Regions from separate parts of the Muntiacus reevesi genome. Here region 1 is linked to region 2. Evidence: chromatin contacts called from public Hi-C data. All regions are on one chromosome and are shown on one strand. Each heading gives the region's core, a stretch centred on a gene start, on an enhancer-like site or on the middle of the called end of the contact. The rest is flanking DNA. Distances are from core to core; before and after follow the strand shown.

Region 1 (6,016 bases), core at 1,878-4,377, 140 kb before region 2:
TTCTCTACTGGAAGACCACACATGTCATCACCAACATGTAATGCAATAAACGATGTAAATCCAAACTATTGTTTCACATTTCTGCACTCCACATTTCAGTGCCCTGGGACACCATAGCCTAGCTTACCTACACTATCAATCTACAATTCATGTATCTTTCCTTACTAATTAAAAGCTTTTTTCCCATTGAGAGAGGGATTGGTTAAGTAAATATTATTTTTATTAAATAATTATTATTTAAATCTGTTAAAAGCACTTGTTACTTGCTCCCTGTATTATATTTGTAAGCTTTTGTTTTATATTCCCTTCTATGTTCTTTGAAGATACGATCCATATCTAATTAATCTTTGTGTCTCCCACAGGTTTTCAGTCCGTACCTTGTATATAGAAGGCCCTTTAAATATAAATTAATTTCTCTTCCACTTTCAGTGAGGGCTCTCCCCATTCTTTTCATATGTATCCCATCTTCTTATTGTCTTCCTTGACTATCCCAGTCCACAGGTCACTTACTTTTAAACTCCTATAAAACCTGACTGCCTGTAAACCATTAAATTGCCACCAACACCATCCCAGCATTATCTTTTTACATGTATATGTATTTCATAGTCTTTTCACATTTCAGTATACCCAACAATATCTAGGTACAGCATGGACAAATAATATTAATTCACTCAGTAGATATTTTTAAAAATAATCAAGTCAAGAGATCCATTAGGAAAAGTATAGTCAAAATTGGCACCTAAACAGAACAAAAGATTTTACCTGTGACAATGAAACAAACTCCTATTGTTGAAGGGCCAAAGGCTTTGACACACATAATAGTTATCAGTAAATTAAATTGTGTTGAAATTCTACAAGTGTCTTTGAATATCATACATCTTCCTTTCACTTCACAGAGACACAAGTAAAATCACATTTCTTTACTGACAGCAGATGGCTTTAAACAATAGCAATTAACTATATTAAACCTATAAAGATAACATTCATTTGTAATTTAGATTTCTCTGCTGAAGAGATATATATGGTCAGTTTACAGTATATATCATTTCACAGTATGTTAAGCCTTAGCTTTTTTTTCCTACTAGGCTTCCTCCTCCCTAATGAACCAAAAACAGAAGAGTAATCTGTAAATCTTCACTTTTGTATCCTTCCACAGCAAGGAACTATATTCACAGCAGGCAATAATAAAAACTGGCAAAATGGATTTAAAGTTATTCACATTTTTCACATCCTTGTAATCAACGGGATACCACAGATTTTGCATATGACTGAAAAAGGTGTGTGTACATATGTATTTTTTGTATAAATGGGCAAATCCTACAAAAAGGGTGTTAGCTCTCTAGTAGCTCATTCAGAACATTCTGGAGCCTTGCTACCCAAAGTGTGGTCCACAGACCAGCAGCATTGGTATCACTTGGGAGTTCATTATGAAGCAGAATCTCACACCACACCCCAGGCTTCATAAATCACAATCTGCATTTAAAGATCTCCAGGTGTTCTGCATGCACTTCAAGAGTTTGAAATGCACTGGTTTAGATTCCAGAGGAAGAATTAGAATGTCCAAGATACATATGACCACGTAATACTTAAACAAGTAATTGCATATTTGCTGGTCTTCCTTATTTGCTGACTTATTTTTGAGGGTAGGAACCCTTTCTAGCCTCCTCACCACTAGCGTACCCTGGACCCAACAGGCCCTGAAACATTACCCAATGCTCAATCGATATTTTTTGCTGAATGCATGAATGACTGAACAAAGTGAAAATAAAACTTTTTCAGAAGGCTAATAATCCTTTAGGAAGCTGAATAACATGATTTCACATATGACCACATTAATTCTTTAATTCAGTATTATTAATTCTATTTAAAATACGTTGCCGTCTCTACTTCAACAAACGCATTTAATATACTCGACAAAGCAAAAGCTTGGATAATTTTCCTCTATTGGAGCTAAGGGCCTCTTTTACAAGTGAGATGGCTGCATTTTAATACTAGCTCTCATATATCCATGCCATATGCCTCCGTAAGATGAAAACACCGCAACAATTTGGAGAGAGTACGGGTCGGGGAACAGAGGAGGAATGGATACAAGTCTGTATCATCGCATGAAACCTGGAAAACGTGATTTTTGGAAGAGGACACCTTCAGAAAATAACTTCTGGCCAGCGGAAAAAAGAGAACCCTTATCTTTCTCAAGAGCAAAAGGTGGTATTAGAGAATACACGGGAGCGGGAGCGATAAAAGACCAGCGACTACCTAGCGACGTAAGCTAGAAACACACCAGACCAGCGCTAAAGCAGATAGTGGTTAGATATCGTCCCAGAAGGTGGAAAAAAAAAACAACAAAAAACACCCACTTTCAGATTTGCAGAGAAGGAAGTCAAGGGAGAAGAAAGGGGAAAGGAAATCTCTCTATTAAGGGTATAACTTACAATGATGATGATGAAGATAATTTTTTTTTTTGAGAAAAGAGACACGACATACACTTGAAGGGGGGCGGGACGGGGGGAGGAAGGAAGGTAGTAATTTCTCGCCTTGCCCAGCTCAGATGGCCCCAGGGAGGCAGCCCAGGCAGAGGTGGGTGGCAACGCCCAGCTCCGCTAGCTCCCGCCGCCTGGCCTGAGCCATCTCCCCCAACAGCCTGCCGAGCACCGGGTGGGGACGGGCAAGGGCGTACACCGTGTGGGAGGACGTGCAGGAGGAGCGGGAGGATGCCCTGCCGACCAGGTACCCACCTTATCCCAACGGAGCCACTGCCCGATGGCTGTGTCTAGCTGAGGGTCCCCAGTGTGATAAGGGGCGTGGAGCAGGTTGGAGTTCAGGTCCCCCTCTGCGTTTTCAGTCATGGCAGCCAGTCTGGGGTGCGTGACTGGGGATCCAGCCAAGACACAGAGCTGGAGGAGCTTGACGTGCGCTCACCGGGATCTCGACGCCCCCTCCTCACTGAAAGGCATCGGAGACCAACCGCAGGACTTTTGTGCCAGGTCCTGCCGCAGCTTTGAGGAAACAGGAGAGAGGAGGGACGCGGCCGCCTACTTCCCACTAGACGAGCTCCTGGTCTCTCTGGGCGAACGGACTGAGGCGGTCCCACCTCGAGAGAACAACAGTCCCAGATGTCTGGGTTGTGGCCGCCGCCGCTACCGCCGCCCTCTCAGCTATAGGCCCCGCCCTCGCGCCTCTGGCCCCGCCCCTTCCCAGCCGATTTAAGCTCCCGGGACTCGAGGCGCGAGCCGGGAAGCGCGCTCCCGACGCCTTCCCAGCGGCGCGAGTTAGTACCCTGCTGCGGGGTGAGGAATAGGGGCAGGACCATTTTATTTCTTAATTTGCCTTTTTCCACATGTCTTATTCTTGTTACAATCCCCACCCACCCCCACGCGTCTCCTTTTCTGCACCAGACGCCATGTCCACCACTCTGAGCGCCCGTCGTTTTTTTTGTGAATGCCCATGGCGCGCGAAGGGCCCCTCCTGCTTCGTCTTGGGGAGCGCGCCTGGCGGGAGAGTGCGAGGGCTGTCCCCGCATGGCCTCACGGGAGTTGTAGTTCTTTTTTTTTCTCTCCCCCTAGAGGCGTGTAAAGACCACCGCAGACTACAACTCCCAGCAGCTCCTTGCCCTGCGTTTTCTCAAAGGAAAAAAGCTACACCTCTAGGCTGTTCCCTATAGAAACGCCCAGTCCGCGTTAGGTCCACTGCAGTTGTGTCCCTGGGCTTCAATTAGATTAAACACGGGCAGGTGCAGGAAGGGTACAGCTGATATCTATTCAGTGCTTTACAGTTTACGAATCGCCTTCTGTCGTCTAAACCATCGTGTGACGGAGTGAAAAGGAGGTGATCCATTCTCATTTTACACACAAAGTGGAAGCTGCCTCTGAGTGAACTGACTTTTTCAAAGAGGCGGAATTCAAAAGTAGTCGAACGAGCAATCCAACCTCATTTCAAGTCTCAGGTGGCAGATCATTTTGCTCTGCTGCTACAGTGGACTAGGAGGTAGGGAGAACAAGATAACTGGGGAGGGGGGGGGGCGGGGAAGCAACCAAGTTGTGAAAGAGGGAAGATGTGTCAGCATTTAACCATAACACAAGAATGAATTAGCGTTAGCGTGCAAAAAGCACTGGCAATAGGAATATGGAGCAAGAAGAAAGACTGAAAAGAAATAGTCTTAAATTTCTCTTTGTTTTGCCCTCCTCTCTTCTACAGAATGTTCACCTTTCAAGTCACAGAACAGGTGTGGGAGATGCTGACAAGTGCTTGCCTGTCATACACAGCTGCTCCTGAGTCTCTTGGTGTAGCTTCTTAAACAGTGGCTCTAGGATTTTAACCAAGTGACTCTTTCTTTCGTCAGTTTTTTGCAAGGAGAGTGTAATAGTATTTACACCTTGGCTGCAGTAACTTAAATGGCTTTAAAGTACTTGGAGGTTCACAGATAAAAGATATAATAAATTCAAAGAATTACTTTCCTTTAAAAATGCCATTTACCATAATAAAATCCCAAATACCAAGGTATAGAAAGATTGTAGTACCCATCCCTGAAAAATAGTGTGCCATAGTTGGGAATTACAGTTTTTGCTAGTCAGTTAAGTATTTCCTTTACAGAATCAGCAGGTTCTTTTATTCACACTAGGCCTGGGAAATACACATGAGTCCTGGAGAAAAATTCATCATTCACTATCATCACTATTATTGTCTGTGATGAATGTTAAGTAAACATGTACTCTCTGTGAAGTTTTATGCTAGGGGCTGAGGCTAAGAGAAAGTATATAATAAAATTGTTCATTGCAAAAAATAAAAAAATGAAAAGAATGAAATCTGTCTGGGAAGACCATATGTATACAAGAAAAGAGCTCATGATAAACAGCAAGTGCTTGCCGCAGACAACTGTTAAGAACTTAAGAGTGTGAGGTAGTCGGTAAGAGCATCAAGTGGCAGAAGGGACTAGCAATGGGCTTTAAAGGACAAAAAATTAATAAGTAGAGAAAACGGTAGAGGGCAGGGTCTCCCTAGGAGTTTGTCCTCTGGGACAGTGCCCCAGAGACTCTGAATCAGTACATTGGGATAGGGCCTAGGTACTTGCATATTTAACAAATACCTATTGATTGTGACATAAGTGTTCATAATCTTGCTACTCAGAGTGTGATAGGAGGACCAGTCTGTTGGTCCTCTGGGAGTTTAATAAGAAATAAAAAATTTCAAGCCCCATCCCAATTCTATTGAATCAGAATCAGCATTTTAACAAGATCCAATGATGATTTGTATATATATTAAATGTGATTAAACAGTGGTTTATGTAAGACAACCCTAATTCAATTCTGAGAAACACTACTGAGTCAACAGAACTTTGAAGAGGTGAAACTGTATAGGGCAAGTATAAAGGATGGGAGAAATACAAGTTTTAATTCAATACCAGACTCAACTAGTCCCCATTATTATCAGCAAGATCATGACAGACATAAACTAGTTACCAGAAACTTTGCCCAACATCTCCAACTTGTTGCTTAGGATTTGAAGGGTAACCAAGAGGACCCAGAACTCATCAAATCCAAGAAAAGTATCTAAGTGTGTCCAGAAGAGGGTGTATAATAGTTTTCCTAGTCAGGGAAGCTCAGAAACTTTCAGTTCTGTTGGAATTTGCTCAGAATCCTGTATTTTTATTTGCTAAATGTGACAACTCTGTGGTTATGAAAGAGAATATCTCTCTTGGTCCTAATATACACCCTTTATTTATAGTTTTAAAAAATCTAATTAAGATACTCAAAGCTCTCTTTTGGTTAGGGTAGCAAGAAATTAAATTTTCATCAATATCAGAGTCTCCCATCTCCAGCCCAGGCTTTAAATGATACTGGGGAAAGAGGAAGAGCAGTTAGCTCTAGATCATCAAGGTTCCTGCTAACATCTATGTTGTCCAGGGTCATAGTGGTCTTGAAGTCTGACAGCTTTCTCCTTACGTACCCTTCAGGTATGGCCTGGAAGCTTGACTGAGGCTACAAACCCCAAAGCTTCTGTCTAGGCACATGGCCATCCC
Region 2 (5,953 bases), core at 201-2,700:
GCAGGCTCCTCTGTCCATGGAATTCTCCAGACAAGGGTACTAGAGTGGGTAGACATTCCATTCTCCAGGGGATCTTCCTACCCAGGGATCTAACCCAGGTTTCCCACATTGAAGGTGGATTCTTTACCATCTGAGCCACCAGGGAAGCCTGCCAATCCCAAGTACAGATACTAACTGTTGATTTCATTGTATGCAGGTATGGTACAAGGGTTATGTATATATTATCTGGTTTATAACTCTGGCCAAATAAAATTCTTTAATTTTCTCATCTGCACTTTCTCTATCTTCATATCTCACAGTCAAAGACATCACTATTCACATTGATTTAGGTTCCAAGTCTAGGCAATTTTTATTACTGTCTTTCTCATTCTCCACTCATCTAACTCATTAGCGGGTTTTCCTGACTCACAAACAAAAGGGAACCAAGTTACTGGGTTCTCAACTTCTAGTACAAATGATACTATTTGTAAGCTACATTTGGGCAGGCTCCCTGTGTTATTGATCACAGCTGTTATGTGTAGAGCAATGCTTGGCCCCTACTAGGCTTTTGCTAACCATATCCTGAATGAATGCATGTTGCAACAAACATTTGAAGTGATGCTATTACTATATCCATCTTATAGATGGGGAAACAGGCTTGCAGTGATTAAGCAATTTGCCTAAGTTCACACACCAAATATCAAAACCAGGATTCAAATCCAGGGTCTGACTCTAGTGCCAGCTCCATTATTCACGGTGCTGCCCTACTGAAATACACAGTTTAAAGGAAGGATTTTTTTTTTTAGCTGATATTAGGAGAAATTTTATTTGAAATTCCCCAATTCTTGAGAATAAAGTTCACGTGCCCCTTCACGCAATCTTGTAGGCACCGCATAGTTTGACTTCTTCGTTCGTCTCATCTCTCTTCGTGTCCTTTTCTCCCATTTCAACTATAATGAAAACTTCTCTTCCCAGCAACAAACACTCCCTCTCTCATCCATTCTGGAAAAACTTCCCCTAATTTCTCAATTCTGAGAGATTATAACAGGCAGTACTTATCCCAGCTGGCAGGACTTTACTAAAATAGTTACTTCTGTCTTTATTGTTCACTGCTGTGTCCCAGTGCCTAGGAAGTGGCTGGAAACAGACGAGGTACCTAGTTAATATTCATTGACTAAATGTGTGACAGGGCAAGGATTATTTTATCAGTTTACGGGTGGAAAGACCACGGTCCCTAGAGAGGTGAGGTATTTTGCGGTGCGTCAGCCACGAACTGGCAGAGCCTGGATTCGACACTAGGGTTCTACAGGCAGCCGTTCCAGACCACGCCTGCGCTCCTCGTTCCTCACTTCCGTCAGTTCCTATTAGCTCCACCTACTTCAGCCTGCGCCGTCTCCGAGACTAGTTTGACCCTCTAGCGGCCGCCGTAGCGCGTCGCCTTCGTTGCCGTGGGAAACGACCCGGGACCTGGGAGGGAGAAAAGACGTTTCCCGCCGGCGGGAGCTGCGGTTGTGGCGGCTAGGGGAGCTCAGCTGCGGCGGGGCACAGCGCCGCGGCACCATGGCGGACCAGTTTTATCTGGAAAATATAGACGAGTTCGTCACGGACCAGAACAAGATCGTGAGGAGCTAGGACTGGGGAATGCGGGCGTGCGACTGGGGTTTTGGGCCCAGTGAGGGCGGCAGGGGCCTTGATCCCTCTGCGTGTGGTTGCATGGGGCTGGTCCAGTGGAGACGGTCCCCATTCCTGGTGCCCCAGGCAGAGCGAGGACTCGCCGGGGAGGACTTCTGCCCCGCCGGCAGATCCAGGTTCCTCGGGTGGGCGTCCTGGGCTCTGCGCAGACCAAGGGCCACGGAGGTCGGGCGGGGAGGGAGGAGCCTTGATTGATGTTTCTAAGGCGTCTTCTTCACACGTTTCCTGCAAGGTGGTTGGCGTTTGAAGTCTCAAGTTTACAGTTGAGGAAATTGTGTTTTGACCGAGTTAAGTAACAAGTTGTTTAATCTGACCGTCAGTTGGTTTCGTTTTCCTGGAAGTTTGTTATTGATTCAGGCTTGACCTCCCTCACAGGGTTGAAGTAAAGATCAAGTGAGACGATGGATGTGAGAGCGTTTCTCAAATCGTGATGATTGAGAGCCCACTGTGAACTTTGGGTACACGTTATTGCGTGTACTTTTTACAGTGAAGCATAGAGGTCGGTGGAAGTAGCCTTAGAAAAGGTAGTTGGAGCAGAGAGGCCAAATAACTTGTGGTTAGTAAGGGATAATCCGTCTGCAGGAGACCTAGGTTTGATGCTTGGGTTGGGAAGATCTCCTGGGAGAAGGGAACGGCAACCCACTCCAGTATTTTTGCCTGGAGAATTCCATGGACAGAGGAGCCTGCTGGGCTATAGTCCATAGGGTCACAGAGGGTAGGACACGACTGAGAGCCTAACACACACAAGGGATAATCAGTTTTCCAGACTGTGTTCTGCTAGTGCTTTCCTCTACATCACACTGCCTTTGCCCAGCCTATGCTCAGTCTTCTAGTTACTGGAAACTCAGCGTTTAGAATTGAAAGACTTTGAGGGGAGGGTGACAGGTTACAAGGAAGTGGCAAATGACAGTTGAAGGAAGGATGGGAGGAAGAGCAAAGCTTGATGCCAGTAATTCCCAATCTAACCTCTGATAGAGTATTTATCCACTTCACTCATTCCCTGACCCCTGCACCATCTGTGCCTTTTAATATTTATGTGGCTGCAACTTTCTTCAGAAGTTTCTGAGTTGTACACTCCAAAGTAACTTAAGTTTCTGAGTGAGTTTGAGGATGATTTTTGGTGATGGCCCCATAAAAGGAGAGAAATGTGGAAAGAAGGACCAGGGTGAAACAGGGAGTGTAAGGAAATTGAGAGCTTTTCCTGTGTATATTCAACCTTTTTAGATTCTTGCATTAATCTATGATGCAGACTTCTTTGTAAAATAAATGTCTGAGTCCTACCTGCCCAGATGGATGTTTCTTGGCAAAACTGGGGTGGCATTTAATGTAATTTATAAGGCATAATTGCCTCAGAATCTTTAGGAGTCCTTTGGGCTGACCTGCGCTCTGCAGTCATCTAATAAACCTTTTTAAAAAACTCCTTCTTGTAGGTGACATACAAATGGCTGAGCTATACACTAGGAGTTCATGTTAATCAGGCCAAACAGTAAGTACAATTTATTACTAACTTTAATCAGATTGGAACTTTTTGTTTTGCTTGTTTGTTTTCTTTTACTTTGTTGTTAGCTTTACAGAGAGTCTCTTGATTAGAACGCCGCTCCCCCCCCACCCCCCACCCAGGGAAATGGGAAAGCGTAGTGTTTCTATTGCCTTTTACTGCTTTTGTCTATTAGTTAAGAGATGGGTGGATTTGTATACAAGTGTGTGGTGATATGTTTATTGGATTTATTTGTAGCCTTGCCTTCTGGTTAATCACTGTTATTTCAAAAATTTTATTAAATGGGCTAGCCAGTTCTGTTTACATCTCAGATTTCTATGTCTGTTATCTCAAACGTCTTCTTTGCGTTTTCACATGTGCTTCTTAGGTCTCTGGGTGTTATTGAAGTACTTCCATAATGAGGTCAACAGGTGTTTGACGCAGGCTGTATAACAGTATAAGACAGGGGAGAACACTTAAGAGAAACTAAAAAGGGAGGGTTTAGGATGACACCGAGTATTACCCTTCTTGAATTTTGCCCTATTACCTTCCTTGCTGAAAGTTGTAGTCCAACTTGGAATCAAAATGGAAAAGGCAGGATTTCTTCACCTGCAAATGTCCAGTGAGTAAGAATTGGTGAATAGACTGAGAGCACATATATTGAGTTAAATACTCATTTCATTTGCTTTATTCCTGATGGTGGTCTGATTTTTCCCTATTCTTTGAATCATAGAAACATTCTGTGAGTCTTAGAAAAATCCTTGATCTCTAGAATGGGTTGATTTGGCTTGCTGTTTGAGAGATACAGAAGTTTATTTTATGGTAAATCACAGTTTTTTTATTCTTAATGCCAGAAGCAGGGAGAAAAATCTTACATTCATGATAAACATTGCAACGAGGAATTCAGTCTTTATTTGTAATGGAAAGCCCCAGCTTCGTGTTCCTGTCTCGTGTACGTACATGTGTCCACCTGCTCTCAGGTGCTTGCACTCAGGCCACACGAGAACACGCGCTTCAGGGGGCTCCTGGGCCAGCTCTCCTGCCTGGGGAACTGAGGCAAACTAGCTGAGAGGAGGGTCTAGCTTACATAACGTATAGGTAGAAACTTGATTTCTAGACTCGTGCCCCACTCCCCCACTCCAGTCCCAGCAGGTATTTGAGGTTCACGTCCCTCCTCAGCTCCTCATCACAACAGTTAAGTGTTTACAGAGCTTCTAGGAGTTTTATTTATTTATTTTTGGCTGCGTTGGGTCCTCGTTGCTGGCGCGGGGGCTTTCTCTAGTTGCTGCAGGTGGGAGCTACTCGCTGGTTGCCGTGCACAGGCTTCTCACTGCTGTGGCTTCTCCTGTTGTGGAGCCAGGGCTCTAGAGCATGAGGGCTTCAGTAGCTGTGACATACAGGCTAAATTGCTCCATAGCTTGTGGGATCTTCCCAAACCAGAGATCAAACCTGCATCCCCTGCATTGGCAGATGGATTCTTAATCGCTAGACCACCAAGGAAGTCCCCTAGTTTTGACTGAGATGTTTACACCTTCAAGACTTAAAACTCTTGGCTCAGGGCTAGGTTTATACTGATTTTGACTGATTTTATAACCTATATCAGTATAGGTTTATACTGATTTTAACCATTACTACTAATATATAAGCCTATTGAGATTAAAGGTGCATATTAAGGACTGGAGATGAAATAAAGTTGCCTGGAATTTTACTGTAGCTACCCTTATTTCCTATAATTTTTATGGAATTAATACACACATTCTAGCCCTTGCCTGTCTACCAGCTTTATCCCGTAGCACTTTCTACATCATTTATACTCTAGCCATATTTACCTTTCTGTTCCTTAGATATGCCAAGCCCATTCTCACCCAAGGAAATTTGTACCATTCTCTCTGCCTGGAATGCTCTTCTCACAGCTTTCCTCACTGTACACGGTTCAGCTCAAATTTCACACATTACTTCATGTAACAGCTCTTTCCTAATGCTCTACTCCTCTCTCTCTGTGTCTGTTAATTTTTTTTATAATTATTTTTTAAAAGCCTTCTTTAGATATATTTCATATATCGTACAGTTCACCTATTTAGATTATACAACTCAGTGATTTTTAATATATTTACAGAGTTGTGCAGTCAGCACTATAGTTAATCTGAGAAGATATTCATCACCCCAGAAAAGAAACCCTGTATCCATTAGCAGTCCTTCATCATTCCTGCCCCCCAGCCCCCCAGCATCAGGCAACCACTAGTACACCTTCTGTCTATAGATTTGCCTATGCCGGACATTTCATATAAATGGGATCATATAATAAGCAATCTTGTGTGTCTGATTCCCTCCACTTAGCATATCTCCACAGTTTGTCTATGTTAAAGCATGTGTCAGTACTTCATTCCTTTCTGTGGTTGAATAATGTTCCATTATATAGTGTAAGTTCTCTAGGGCTGCCATAACAGAATACTACAAATGGGTGGCTTGAAACAACAGAAGTTTATTGTCTCAGTTTTGGAGGCTTAAAGTCCAAAATTAAGATGTTGGCCAGGCCATGTTCCTTCTGAAACTTGTACAGAAAAATCCTTCCTTGCTTCTTCCTAGCTTCTGGTGGTTTACTAGCAGTCTTTGGCATTCCTTGGTTTGTAGCTGTGTAACCCCACTGTCTGCCTTCCTAGTCACTTGGCATGCTTCCTGTGTGTTTGTCTCCACATAGCCATCTTATAAGGATACAGTCGTAGATTAGGAGCCCACCCTACTCCAGTATGACCTGTCTTAACTAATTACATCTGCAAAGGCCCTGTTTCCAAATCGTGTCATACT

The links. A called contact is a pair of places that touch in the nucleus more often than the background predicts.
Region 1: a Hi-C map of muscle shows a contact between it and region 2, with 6 times the contacts expected there. The contact joins the promoter of PGM2L1 here to the promoter of POLD3 in region 2. A contact is called at or near these places in 2 of 3 Hi-C or Micro-C datasets (blood and muscle).

What each region holds. Positions count from the first base shown.
Region 1 is chr9:37,590,928-37,596,943 of mMunRee1.1, reverse strand. PGM2L1 (phosphoglucomutase 2 like 1) reads right to left here and starts at 3,127. Exons shown (of 14, transcript XM_065944454.1): 1 at 2,736-3,127. The coding sequence starts at 2,846.
Region 2 is chr9:37,447,874-37,453,826 of mMunRee1.1, reverse strand. It overlaps POLD3 (DNA polymerase delta 3, accessory subunit), which reads left to right and starts at 1,450. Exons shown (of 12, transcript XM_065945193.1): 1 at 1,450-1,599; 2 at 3,102-3,157. The coding sequence starts at 1,540.